Linked DNA regions of Mus musculus: region 2 is linked to region 1. A link is a contact called in public promoter capture Hi-C data. All regions are on one chromosome and are shown on one strand. The core of a region is the stretch at or near the end of the contact, and the rest is flanking DNA. Distances in the headings are between cores, read along the strand shown.

The links. Promoter capture Hi-C pulls out the DNA fragments that hold promoters and counts their contacts.
Region 2: a contact with region 1 is called in a promoter capture Hi-C map of trophoblast stem cells, with 4 times the contacts expected there. The contact joins the enhancer-like site here to the promoter of Kdm7a in region 1. A contact is called at or near these places in 16 of 39 promoter capture datasets (the 3T3-L1 cell line, 3T3-L1-derived adipocytes, HPC-7-derived erythroid cells and 11 more), 8 of 484 Hi-C or Micro-C datasets (CD4 T cells, CD8 T cells, bone marrow-derived macrophages and 5 more), 6 of 115 datasets of contacts at active chromatin or transcription factors (bone marrow-derived macrophages, effector CD8 T cells, embryonic stem cells and 2 more) and 4 of 9 other capture datasets (adipose tissue, liver, macrophages and 1 more).

The regions. Positions count from the first base shown.
Region 1 is chr6:39,204,952-39,208,696 of GRCm38.p6, reverse strand. Kdm7a (lysine (K)-specific demethylase 7A) reads left to right here and starts at 1,924. Exons shown (of 20, transcript NM_001033430.4): 1 at 1,924-2,256. The coding sequence starts at 2,063.
Region 2 is chr6:39,398,821-39,402,565 of GRCm38.p6, reverse strand. It overlaps Mkrn1 (makorin, ring finger protein, 1), which reads left to right. Exons shown (of 8, transcript NM_018810.2): 5 at 1,142-1,356; 6 at 2,061-2,171; 7 at 2,630-2,768; 8 at 3,132-3,745. The coding sequence ends at 3,341. Among named protein-coding and RNA genes, the nearest start is that of Rab19, 19 kb to the right of the region's middle. Within about 2 kb of position 2,050, at least 38 of the 459 cell types and tissues checked have an H3K27ac peak or open chromatin away from gene starts, as enhancers often do. A contact at or near this core is called in stem cell-derived epiblast-like cells and trophoblast stem cells, where this site is marked.

The sequences.
Region 1 (3,745 bases), core at 675-3,174:
ACTCTGGACTCAGTGTTCTATGGATTCATTTGCTCACAGATTCTCTGAATGGACAGAGTATGTTCGTACTTCTACAAATAGAGATTGGTTCTGCTATTACTAGTCTACCAGGAAAAGTGCTCTAGTTTTCTTCTTCCATATTTGTAGCTCTCCTTTTCAAGAGGGAGAAACCGAACTCCTGTTTCCTTAGTATAATTACCTATTGAAACAACATGCTGTATATAACCAATCCTCTCTTTATTCTCTACTCGGTGTTACTCTTCTAAAGCCAGGTGTGCCCTCAGAGAACACTGTGTACCAGGCTGCTTTCTGCATGGACGCCCCTGGCTTCCATGAGATAGCTTTGGCTGCCTTTCACTCACTGGTTGTCTTGTGCAGTCCGCACACACCCTCTTTAAGACACATTAAATAAATAACTTCCTTTTGCTTTTCTTCTTTCCCTCCTTTTTCTCTTCTGCCTGAGTGAGGTAATTAAAAGAGGCATTATTAGCTATAATTTTTAATAGATCTTTCAGGAATTTGTTGAGCCACGATACTAAAATTACATATGCTTCAAATTTATTGGGTTTGTGTCAACCATGATTTTCAGGCCTTTCTTTTCTTGTGATGTATGTGAGAAACATACATCTGTGTAGTACAGAAAGGATTGGGCATATAACGGAGAAACAAGTTTAGTTCCAATTCTGAGATTGTGGCAATTTACTCGATTTCCTCCACTAAAAGAAAAAAAATAAAAATAAAAATAAAGGCTAGACTAAACCAGGGAGCGTCACTGCCTGGGGACGGTGAGTTGACTCACCTGTTCATGTTCCAAAACATAAGTTACCCAGGGAGCTTTATTGCTTTCTCTGGATATAAATGCTCACAGAGATTCAGCTTCCAAGTTGATTTGATAATCCTTAACATTCTATTCACTTTTCTCTATTCTAAATTTGTTGGGTAGTTTTATTCCTCAGTTTATCACCTCACATCTGATTCAGCTTCACCTTTGACTAAAAAAACAGTGATGGCCTGTGTTGCGCAGAGAACTCCTAAAGGATTTTTTTTTTCTTTTTGGTAGCATCTCCCTTCCCAGGGAAAAGACGTTTCAAAATTTTCTCCCCACTTCCCCAATTAGCAGAGCAGAGCAGAGCAGTCACAGCCAAGTTGTGTTATTTATAAAAACACCGGTTCTTCATTCCTCTCACCAACCCCATCTCAAGCCTGGTTCCCCCTTGGCGACAGATATTAACGGAATTCCTCCTGGAGACCACGTTCTTCCCCCCCCCCACAACAGCGGCTCCAATCAACACACAGATTTCCAAGTTGCTCTCTGGGAATTTGGGCGCGACGCTTTCGGAAGTTTGAGTGCGTTTCACAAGGCGTTCCTCCACCTCGGGAGGCACAACTGCTTGACGTGTCACCCCGGTCGGGGCCCACGCAGGACGGGGGTGGCATCCTCAGTGGGCGGCTGCTAAGTGACGCGAAGCGAAGCGACCCTGGAGGGCTGAAACTTCCGAGCTTCTCCGCCTCAGAATACAGCCACAGCATCCACCTTTTCACACGGCAGGAACTTCCCCCGCGAGCCTGGGCTTCCACTCGGGGAGCAGTGAGGACGGCGAGACCCGCTCCACGCACGCTCCCGCCGTCCTCCTCCTCCTCCGTCTGCAGTCGCGCGCCCGCCGCCGCCACTGCGGCGCGTGCCCTCACGGCGTCTCCGCCCCCTCCCCGGACCGCCAGCCCCGCTGCGGGTCGCCGCGCAGGTCGCCGCGGAAGGTGCCAGGGAGCGCGCGCGGAGACCGAGAACGTGCGCGGGACGCACGGCCCCGCGCTGAGCGCCGGAAGCAGCCGACGGGCCTCGCGCGTCGCGCGCGCGCGCGCCGCCCCCGCCCCTGAGCCGCGACCTTGCTCGCTCGCGCGCGCGCACTAAGACGCCGCCGCCGCAGCCGCCGCCGCTGCTGCTGCCGCCGCCGCCGCCGCCGGGGCTGCTGCTCCGGCTGCTGCAGGAGGCGGCGCTGGCTGGCGGCTGCGCTCGCTCCAGTCAGCGAGCGGAGGAGCGAGCGTGTGTGTGTGTTTTTTAAAGATGGCCGGAGCGGCGGCGGCGGTGGCCGCGGGAGCAGCAGCTGGAGCCGCCGCGGCAGCGGGGTCGGTGTCCGCTCCGGGTCGGGCCTCGGCGCCCCCTCCGCCTCCGCCCGTGTACTGTGTATGCCGGCAGCCGTACGACGTGAACCGCTTCATGATCGAGTGCGATGTCTGCAAGGACTGGTTCCACGGCAGGTAAATAAACCCCCTCAGTCCCACCGCCGTCGCCTGCGGTCACCGACCAGCCGCTGCCGCTGCCGCCTGCGCCTCCCTCGGGCTCGGCTGCCGCGTCGCTCCCCACGTCCCGACTCTTAGGCACCGAGTGTCCGGGCCGGGTGGAGGCGAGAGCGGGGGCCCCCGGTTGCCCGGCAGGCTGCGGAACGGAGCCGGTGGGCTCGGCCGGCCCGGGCGAAGAGTCGCCACAACAAACAGGAACAAAGGGGCCGGCAGAGAAGTTGGCAGGGGAAGCCCGGTTGAGGGGACGCGGTGGGCGGCACGGCTCGGGTGGCGGAGGAGCGAAGGCAGGCCCGCAGCCCGCGGTCCCCCCACCGCCCTGGCTGCCGCCCACTGCTGTGTCCCGGGCTCCCTTCGCCCCGTGCCTGCCCTCGCCAGCCGCCGCGCTTGCTGCGCTTCCGGGCGGCCGCGGCTCGGTCCGGTCGCGGGTCGCCCCCGCCGCGGGTCCCGTCGCGCCCCCTTCTCTCTTTATCAAACTTCCTCGGGCGGCGGGACGGGGCGGTGGGACGACGGGCGCGAGTAAACAGAGCAACAGATGTGGCACTCGCGAGGTGCGGGGCCCCGTCACGGCACAGTTTGGCCAGCCGCTGGCCCACCCCGCAACACACCCCCTATGGCCGGGGGGGGGGGGCGGGCGGGCCGGGCCGAGGGGACGTCGCCGCAGACCCTCCCGGGCGTCGCTGTAGCGCCTCAAACTTTACAGTGAGTGCGTCTCTGGCGACACCCGGACGGCCCGCCGCGGTGGCCTGGGCACTGCGGCCATCCAACTTTGGGGCGGTGCGGTGGCGGACGATGCCCTCCGATGCCGCCGCCGCCGCCGCACCGCAGGTTTGACGTTTGGGAGAGCTCGGGCCGCCTCCGCAGCCAGGCCGCCGACTCGTGTGTTTTGTAATCAAAGTGTGAGGCTAATAAAGGGCGGCGCCAGAGCCTCTTGACTCCGGCGTGGGAGGGATTCGCAGGCATTTAAACAAAGAAACTAGTTGGGGTTGGGCTCCCAAAGTCCTTATTTGGGTGTTGTGGCAAAGCCTGCGGTCACCTTTAGGTGAGGCAGGTTTTCTGGGCACCGTTGTATGTTGTATCTTGACGAGAGCCCGCTTGGGAGTTAGAGCTGATATGGTGACTGTGGTTGTAGGAAGTATCCTTTGATTGACAGCAGGACATTTAAATACAGCCTCCGCTCCCCCTCCCCAATATTACAGAAACATTGCACCACCAGGCCAGATGTCTTAGTCTCCCTCTACTGGTCTGGGGAGAGAAAACCATTGAAATTACAGGGTTCTTTCAGTGTTGACAACTAACTGCGTAGAGTTTGACTTAATTTTCAAGTGCAGTTAAATTTACCGAGTTTTAAAGTTACAGGACTCTGACAACAGATAGCATACACAAACGTATCACTTTAAAAGAGGGGTAATGTGCTCATTTTTGTAAAGGCAAGCTTCAACAGTCTGAT
Region 2 (3,745 bases), core at 801-3,300, 190 kb before region 1:
TGCAGTCATTTCCATGCCCCATCTACCCCATAACTTAAAAAAGAAACCTTTAATATTAAATCACAGTAGTGGTACCTCTCTGAAAGTATCAGAGGTTTATTTACTTGCATATGTGACATTGTGTAGTGTGTGAGTTGTCTCAGTTGTTTTAGTGTTTTGTTTGTGTTTAATTTTTGAGGGACAGTGTCTCTTGGCATTGCCCTTGCTGACCAGGAGCCCATTGCATAGATCAGGCTGGGTCTACCTCAAAATACTGGGTTCTTCCTGCTTCTGCCTCCTGAATGTTGGGGTTACCCAGACTCAAGTTTGAGCCCCTAAAATCACCCCTTTGAAGGGATATGGAAATAATGTGCCCTACATAGTCGCCACCTGGTATCTATTCAGATTTACGTTAGTAGTCCTTTTTCTTGTTTTATTATTATATAAGTGCACTGTAGCTGACTTCAAACACACCAGAAGAGGGCATCAGATCTCATTACAGATGGTTGTGAGCCACCATGTGGTTGGTGGGATTTGAACTCAGAACCTTCAGAAGAGCAGTCAGTGCTCTTACCCGCTGAGCCATCTCTCCAGCCCCCATTTGTTTCTGTTTTTGAGACAGGGTCTCTACATAGCCCTGGTTGTCCTGGAACTTGAAATTTGAAATGTAGATCAGACTGGCCTCAAACTCATAGAGCTCCACCTGCCTCTGTCTCCCGAGTGCTGGGATTGAAGGTGTGTGCCACCACAGCCAACTCTCTTTTCTTTTTCTTTGGAAGCAGTCTCCTGTAGCATGGGGCTGGCCTATAGAACTCTTGCTCTTTCTGCCTCCACCTCCCAAGTGTTCAGTATCCTAAAGTTTGGAAATGAAGGCTTTAATCCTTCATTTTCCACCCCAAAACTGAAACATCACCTGAGTTAATAGGGTCTTTGGTGCGGGGACTTGTAGGGGGTGGAGCTCTGGGATACAGAGAACTGGATACTCTTTCAGATATTGGGAGTTGGGTCCTCCCAGCTTGACTAGTGATGTGAGCACTACGGGGGTGTGGAGCTGTGCCTTTACCCGGTCAGACGGGAAAGCTTCGGCAGGACCTTGGCTGTGGAGTCTCCGGACTGGACTGCGGTGGCCTCACTGTGCCTCTTGTCTCTTCCCTTCTTCCAGTCTTGCATTGAGGCCCATGAGAAGGACATGGAGCTCTCTTTTGCTGTTCAGCGCAGCAAGGACATGGTGTGTGGGATCTGCATGGAGGTGGTCTATGAGAAAGCCAACCCCAGCGAGCGTCGCTTTGGGATCCTCTCCAACTGCAACCACACCTACTGTCTCAAGTGTATTCGCAAGTGGAGAAGTGCTAAACAATTTGAGAGCAAGATCATAAAGTGAGACTCCTCCCCAATCTTCGTTTGTGCTTTCTATTTTCGGGAAGAGTTTAGTATCTTGTGCCAACCTCCAACCAGAACGACCACATTTAAATGCATGTATTTTATCATGAACCTGGGTGTTCTAATTGGGATTTCTTTGTACTTCAGCTAGCCGCTAGGTTAGTTGGTCTGTCTATTTTATTTGAATGAGGAAACCCTGTGTATCAGTAGAGTCTTCATGCTTTTTGAGGAGATTGTGTTAATGGATTAGATAGACAGTTTAGGCTTCCTGAACAAACATCTAGCTCTGAATGTATGTTTCTTGGTGTCTTACACTTTCCACTTTCCTATACCATCCATTAAGCTAGCCAAAATCTACCATCCTTTAAAAACTGTTCTCATAACTGAACAAAAGCCACATAATCCAAACAGAGCAAAGTTACAAGAAATAAATTTATTTAAACGAAAGAAGGAGTCTGTGTGAAATGTCTTCTTTTGGTTTTGTTTTGTTTTTTACCTAAGTCTTTTTTTAAAAACTGGCTAGCCATTGAGTTGATTTCTGAAGGAGTTTGTCTTTCCTCCAAAGAAAGGTTCAGATGTGACTGGAATCCCTTTCTGCTAATGTTCATGTGCCTGTCAGTTAAGGTGACACACCAGGGTGTGTCTTGAAGAGCGGGCCTAGTGGAGGGAATGTGCATTGCAGCCTGTTCATTGTTTCCCAGGTCCTGCCCCGAATGCCGGATCACATCTAACTTTGTCATTCCAAGTGAGAACTGGGTGGAGGAGAAAGAAGAGAAGCAGAAACTCATTCAGAAATACAAGGAGGCCATGAGGTATGAGCAGCCGGGCTCGCTCGGATAGTGCGGTGCTGCCTTTGCTCTCCTACTACCTACCCACCCTTTCCTTACTGCATAGGATAACTGCTTGCCCAGTGTGTGTCCTGCTTTAACTTAAACACAGTCCTTGGTGTATGCCGAGGGATCTTTACAGTGAAGTCTCCACTCTAGCTAAAGCCTGCGCAGGGATTCCAGCTCATTCCAGGTCATGAGAGTCAAGGCTTAGGAATTCTTGTGCTTTGTGATTATTCTAAAAGATTTTCAGTTGGTGTTAGTGCTGGTAAACCATGCACATTTAAGCAGAGACGTTTCTAGTCAGTGTTTGGAGCACGTGTTTCTAAGAACACAATTTGCGGGGGGCTGTGCTCTGCCCCTGTTAAAGAGAAGCCCCTGATGCTAGTCGATACGGGCCTGAAGTCCACTGTGAATAAGGGTTGCGATATTTTCCTTTCCAGCAACAAGGCGTGCAGGTATTTTGATGAAGGACGTGGGAGCTGCCCATTTGGAGGGAACTGTTTTTACAAGCATGCGTACCCTGATGGCCGTAGAGAGGAGCCACAGAGACAGAAAGTGGGAACATCAAGCAGATACCGGGTAACTCTCACTCTTTTTTTAAAGGAGGGGAAATCGCACACTGTCAGTTGAGACCTGCACATATTGGGGTAGGGGAAAATGACACTCAGGTGTGGGGGTGTGGGGGAGACTAGAGTAAAAGAGTCAGACTTCAGAAGATGGAAGGGGTAGGAAAGAAACAGTGTTCAAAAGCCCTAGCCTAACATGTTGGCTACAAATAGCCAAAGGGGAGGCACTGGCAAGGTGGACTAAGGGAGACCTCTGGTCCGCCATGCACTCCCTCCCTCCCTCCCTCCCTCTGTGCCACACGGTTTACCTGATGAGCAACAGGATAGAAGACACTGCTTGACAGTGCCACCCCTATCATGGCCTTGTTTCTTACAGGCCCAACGAAGGAGCCACTTCTGGGAGCTCATTGAGGAGAGAGAGAACAACCCCTTTGACAACGACGAAGAGGAGGTTGTCACCTTTGAGCTGGGCGAGATGTTGCTTATGCTTTTGGCTGCAGGTGGGGACGACGAGCTGACAGACTCTGAGGACGAGTGGGACTTGTTTCACGATGAGCTGGAGGACTTTTATGACTTGGATCTATAGCAGCGTTGCGTGGCGCGGGCACTGGTCTGCGGAGCCTCAGACAGTAGCTGTCCCCTGTGCTGTGTGGCAGTGCGTGTGGCTCTCCTAGGCAGGCCTCTCAAACTCCAGGTGCTGTGATCACTTCCCAGGGCCTGTTCCTCTACCCTCACCTCCCCCAAGAGTGTGTTGTTTTCTCTGTTTCAAAAGTTACAAAAATAAATCTTAAAGTTAGTTTTTTGTAACATGAATTTAACTGTCAGACAGTTAGTGTAGGTTTGTTGCGCCATCTGTCCTCAGCCAGGTTGTGTTCATGGACTTTGCACACTCATTCTGAGACCCCTTTGAGGTTCAAAGGAAAAAGCACTGATTGCTTTGGGGTCCAAGGATAGGGGCAATTGGGAAAAAAGGGACCTAAGTCGCTCTCT